Regions from separate parts of the Oryctolagus cuniculus genome. Here region 2 is linked to region 1. The links are chromatin contacts, called in public Hi-C maps. All regions are on one chromosome and are shown on one strand. The core of a region is the stretch at or near the end of the contact, and the rest is flanking DNA. Distances in the headings are between cores, read along the strand shown.

Region 1 (2,759 bases), core at 167-2,666:
GGGACTGAAGGGGTCAGTCACCTCCCCGCTTTCTGGCCTCAGCTTCTTCATACAACAGGCAGGACTTCATGACTGCTCAGCTGGCCTCCCCTCTCGAAGCATCTGCAGGTCTGGCTTGAAGCCAACCAGGAAAAGTCAGCTCCATTCCCAGGCTACTGGAGGGAGGAGCGGGGCAAGCCAGTTCCAGGTCCCTCTCTGGGTCCTGAATCTTCCTATGAAGCTTAATGAGGCGCAGGTTTGCTCTGGGTTCTGAAATTCCTTGTTACCACAAACTCTGGAAGAGCGGCTTAAAAACAGGTGTCTCCTCTTAGGGGCACTTTGAGGACATCAAAGCCTAGTGGAATTTGGAGGGGACGGGGGGGGGGGGGTATCCTCTCCAGTCTCAGCTCAAACCACCAGAGCAGGGGCAGGCATATGGTGCAGGGGCCTCATCCCATGTCAGAGTGCCTGGATTCCAGGCCCAGCTCTGCTTCCAATGCCGCATCCTGCCGATGCACACCCTAGGAGGCAGCAGGTGATGTTCTAAGAACTTGAGCCCCTGCCACCAATGTGGGAAATCCAGATTGATTTCTGGGCTACTTGCTTCTGTCTGACCTAGCCCTGGCTGTAGCAGGCATCTGGAGAGTGAACCGGTAGACAGAAGATCGCTATCTGTCTCTCTGCCTTTCAAATAAATAAAAAATAAAGAAATAAAAATTTAAAAATAAAAGCCACCATGGTAGTGAGCCCTTGCCTCCTCCGTCCCACCCCAAATGACTTTGAAACAGGAGTGTCTCCCACTGTGGAAGACAGAAAAGGGGAAAAGGTTTCAGTTCACATTGTCCCTCAGGAACACGCAAAAGTCCGCAGCCCCCAAACCCAGACAGGAAGTCACACGTGAGGGTAAAGGGCCTTGGAGACCCTCCCGCTTGGCACAGTTTTCCTCAGTCTTTGCACTCAGCTCAGGGTTTTCCTGCGGGAGTTACAGATTTGGAGCATCCCATGGGGATGGCGTCTGGCCTCGGTCATGGGCGGGAAAGGATGTTCTCAGAAAAACAGCCCCGCGGGCGGGTCAGCTGAGATCTTGAGGTCGTGGCCGAGGCTGGACTTGGTGCAGAGCCGGACCCGGGCCTCCAGCTGCTCGCTGAGTTCGTCCAGGGCCCCCGTGCAGGACTCCAGGCTCTCGGCCAGTTTCTGAATCTTGGCCTTCAGCACGGCCTGGCTCACCCTGGTGGCCCCCTCTGCCCGCCTGGGGACGAGGAAGCCGCGTGAGCCGAAGAAGACGATGAAGTAGACGGAGTTGTACAGGGCCATGGAGGCGTTCCTGCCGCTCTGCAGCAGCTGGCGGTCCCCGCGCCCGTGGCAGCTGCAGAAGAACTCGAGGCAGCTCAGGAGCTCCCGCATCTGGTCCTGGCACGTGGCCGCGATCTCCTGCACCTTCCGTAGCTCCCGGGAGTTGCAGAAGATCAGGGAGAGGTCGGACGTGATGGTGACGGCCCCTCCGGCCGTGGCTACCCCCAACCCCACGGCGGACGCCAGCAGCGAGGCCCCTAGCGTGACCGGGCTGAGGGAGAGCCCCACGACGGCGGCCACAGCGCCCGCCGCGCTCAGCGAGCTGCCCGCCAGGTTGGCCGCCAGGGAGCGCCGGCGGAGGCGCTTGAGGCGCCGCGCCACCTCGCGCAGGCGCAGTAGCTCGCCGTGCAGCCGGCCGCGCCGGTCCAGCAGCAGCCCCTGGAAGCGCCGCAGCGCGTCGGCGTCCCGCCGCTCCCAGGCCGCCGGGCCTTGCATGGCTTGCGCGGACTCGGAGGCGCGGTCAGCCAGGGGCCTCGCCGCCGTCCTCAAGCTGGGGGTCGTCGAAGTTCCGCGGAGCCGCTACTGCCACCTTGCGGGAAGCGGGTCAAGTCCGCGGGAGCCGGCGCTGGGATCTGAGCGGGAATCACGGGTCCTCTGTTCCTCAGGTCCGCATCTGCGAATAGGAATAATGCTCTTTGAGCGTCTTCCCCGGGGAACCCTGGTGATGGACTGCGTCCACTATCTGTTAAGCAAGAGCTGGGCTTGGCGTGATGGGAGAGGGCATTAGATGGCTACGCCAATCCTGAAGCCGTAGCTCTGTTTGAAAGAGCCTCACAAGTGGTGGATTGCACGGCTTGCGAAGCTCTTTCGTTATAGTTTTGGGCAAGGGAGATTTGGAACACAATTTCTCTCTCTCTTCCTCCCTCCCCCCTCCTCCCTGTTCCACCTCTCCCCCTTTCTCTGTCATAGGTGAAAAAAGTCATATTGTCCATAAGAAGCCAAGCCTGGTGCTCACATGAAGCAATTCTTGGCTAAATATTCATCCAGCCTAAGGTGTGGTTGGGGTCACTGATTCCAGCTGGGGCACATCTGGTCTTCAGATAGCTCAATATTTGGCAAAAGTTTAATTAAAACTATTAAATTAATACCATTGTGGCTCTCTTTGTTTTGAAAGTGGCTGACAGCAAAATTAAGTGGCCAACATGTGTTTGCTCTACCAGTCACTGAGAGCCGCCTGGTACCTTGATGGATTGAAACCAATGGGAGGAAATGGAGAAAATGGTATGTCCTAGGGTAAAAAGCCCATCTTTTCTGCTCGCCAGGGGTTCTTGCCTTGGTATCCACTGTCCTCCTCTTTCTTAGGAATTTCTAGTGGCAGATAAGTCATAGACATAGAGCATTTCAAAACCATGAGATATCAGGGCAGAATTCATTCTCACCTGGGTGATGAGGAAGTTGAAACAGAGACACACTCTAGAGACAGCTGA
Region 2 (2,759 bases), core at 84-2,583, 110 kb before region 1:
AGTTACTTCCAAAAACGTTCCAAGGACTCCCTCCTCCTGTGCTCTCCCACACACCACAGGGAGTGAGGGATTCTCCAGGGGTGTGGCCCCTGCCCCCTGGTTCCTCCACACAGAGAAGAGAGTGTGGAGTTCTGACTCGAAACTGGTCCCAAGGAAGTTGAAGGATTATCCCATGGGCCGGGGAAAATGAAGACGAACTCTTTGCCTCGTGTCGCGGTTCCTGCTTTGACAACCTACATTCCCAAGAAGCAAAGGACCTATAGTTAACCAGAAAACATCCGTTCTTGTCGCTCCCCCTCTTCGTGGAGGAACGACACCAAACCCTGCCTAGGCTTCATATCCGAGTCACGGCACCATTATGTCGCTCCCCCTCTTCGTGGAGGAGCAACACAGGACCCTGCGCTGTTCTTTCGTCTGCTCGGCCCTCCCCGGGTTTGCTGCTGGTTCTTCCTGGGTTGGCTACTATCCCTTCCACCTCCGTGGAAGGGCAGTTCCCCCTGGCCACATTCCCCACTTCCGCAGGGGAGCGGCACACCGCCGGCCGGCTCGTCTCGGGGGCTGCACAGGTGCTCCTTCAGCTAGATGTTCCCCTTAGATGTTCCTGGTGCATGCCGTCTCTCTCCTCCTTTATAGTCCTCCTCCGCCAATCCTAACTCGGCTGCCCACACGCCGAGTACGCTGCTCTCCAATCAGGAGCAAGTCCTACAGTTTATTGATTGAACTGGAGGCAGCTGTGCAGAAGCTGTTTTCTTCTCTCCCAGCGCCATATTGTGGGAGAGCAGATGCATAGAATAAGTCTTAATTCCAGTAACTTAGTCCAGTCCGGATTGCTCCCCACAGTTCTCACCCACTCCCTCTCCCCATGGCTTACGTAGAGGAGAGAAGACGACCAGAGGAGAAATCAAGGGAAGAAAAGGCAAATGGGCAAAGGAAAACAAGAGGAATGCTTAAAATATATGTCATTTCATTTCATTTCATCTGATTTTTTTTTACTCAATACTCCCTTGGGGAAAGGGTCTAGAACTGACCACATATCTACAGCAGAAAGAGCAGAGACCCAGAAATCTGGTCCTGGTGGTTTTAACTCCACCAGCCCTGAGTTTCCTCTTCTCCAAAAGGAGGGCCCAAACTCTCAAATCTTAGGTTCTGGAGTGTTCCAGAAAGATCAGGAAGGTTCTAGAAATCTGAAGGTTGCGGCACTCAGGGTCAAGCACCCACACATTTGCCACAAGGATGCATCTGTGCCCTTAGAAACTCCTAGAGCCAAGAAGGGCAAAGCTTTGGTCTGCCTGAACAGAAGGAATTCCAGAAAACAACCACAAGGCCAGGCCACAGAACTTCTAAGGGTAGCAGTCTACAAACCAAGGAGTCTCAGCGCTCCACACTTGAGAAAAAATTTTTTCTGCTGCTGTCGCCTCCCAGTCTGAAGTAATCCCATGTTTCACATGGGGCTGGGTGGTGAGTAAACCTGCAAACAACGGTAGCAACAGAAGGAGGCGGGCAAGGAAAGGAAAGACCAGCTGGGTACCGGTCAGCTCCTGGCAAAAAGTTCACATCTGGAAATAAAGGAAGGAAACTCAGGACGCACGGGGCGGGGGCGGGTGTGCAGCGGAATGGGGCTGACGCTTGCATGTCCAGGGTCAGCCTGAGCTCTCCGTTTTGGCACACTTTTTCAAACATGAAGCCAAGGTTCTCACCCTGTAAATATGACTTCACATTAATAACAGCAGCCTATGAGATGATTATCTGTAAAGACGCCAGACTGCATGCAAATAGGCCGGATACGCCTCGCAGAGTTTCACGAAAAGAAGACAAAGGGCAAAGAAATTCTGCCAAAGGACTGAGCACAAACACGCAAGGAAAGCCTTTTAAACGCCCCCCACCCCCACCCCTTGGCCTTTAGCTGCAGCTGGCTTCACAGAAAAGCAACTTTGCAGGTCTGTGGCTGACAGGGCTGAGTCCCTGAGGGCTCAAACCTGGGGTTTTACCGCCATCCAGTGGAAGCAGAGGGTATGGCAGCACTGCCCGGTGAATCAGAGGCACAGGTTCTTTCTCTTCTGACAATGAAAAATGACAAAGATCGTCAAGCTTTATTTCATTATCCCCACTTAGTTCCAAGGAGACAGCACTTTGTTTCCCTGCTATCAATCACCTGGCGTCCCCCAGGCACCAGGCGGGGCTACGCTTTCAGCACGATCTAATGCAGCCCAGCTGGAGATGGGGGCGCCAGGAAGAGCTTTGGACTCCTCTTCTCCAAGGCGAAGAGCCCCTGAAACATCGTCTCAATAACAGAGGAGTTTAGACATGTGCAGAAGACGTGAGACCTGGAGATGAGCTGACAGCCAAGGGCGGTGACAAGTGCTTCTGGAGAATTCACTGAGGCCACAGCCCACTTGCTCAGTCTCACTGACCACTTTTTTTCTTAGAAAGAAAATACGTTCCCAGGGATGGCTGCCATTCCCAGATCCTATTAAGTTTGGGGATTTAAAAAAAAATTTTTTTTTATTTATTAGAGAGGTAGACAAAGATCTCCCATCCACTAGTTAACTCCCCCAAATGCCCACAACAGCCATGGCTGGGCTGTAAAGGCAGGAGCTGGGAAATCAATCCAGGTCTCCCGGGTAGGTTTCAGGGACCCAACGATTTGAGCCATCACCTGCTCCCTTCCAGAATGCTCCTTATCAAGGAACTGGAAGTGGGGGCAGAGCCAGGACTCAAACCAAGCACTCTGATATGCACACAGGCATCCCAAGCAGCAT

What was found. A called contact is a pair of places that touch in the nucleus more often than the background predicts.
Region 2: a contact with region 1 is called in a Hi-C map of skin fibroblasts, with 4 times the contacts expected there. The contact joins two enhancer-like sites. A contact is called at or near these places in 3 of 6 Hi-C or Micro-C datasets (embryonic fibroblasts, skin fibroblasts and an unstated tissue).

The regions. Positions count from the first base shown.
Region 1 is chr9:110,433,793-110,436,551 of mOryCun1.1, reverse strand. It overlaps APOLD1 (apolipoprotein L domain containing 1), which reads right to left. Exons shown (of 3, transcript XM_051850268.2): 3 at 1-1,945. The coding sequence starts at 1,767. The coding sequence ends at 1,027. Among named protein-coding and RNA genes, the nearest start is that of DDX47, 24 kb to the left of the region's middle. Within about 2 kb of position 1,416, at least 3 of the 8 cell types and tissues checked have an H3K27ac peak or open chromatin away from gene starts, as enhancers often do.
Region 2 is chr9:110,541,960-110,544,718 of mOryCun1.1, reverse strand. No RefSeq gene overlaps it. Among named protein-coding and RNA genes, the nearest start is that of GPRC5A, 18 kb to the right of the region's middle. Within about 2 kb of position 1,333, at least 4 of the 8 cell types and tissues checked have an H3K27ac peak or open chromatin away from gene starts, as enhancers often do.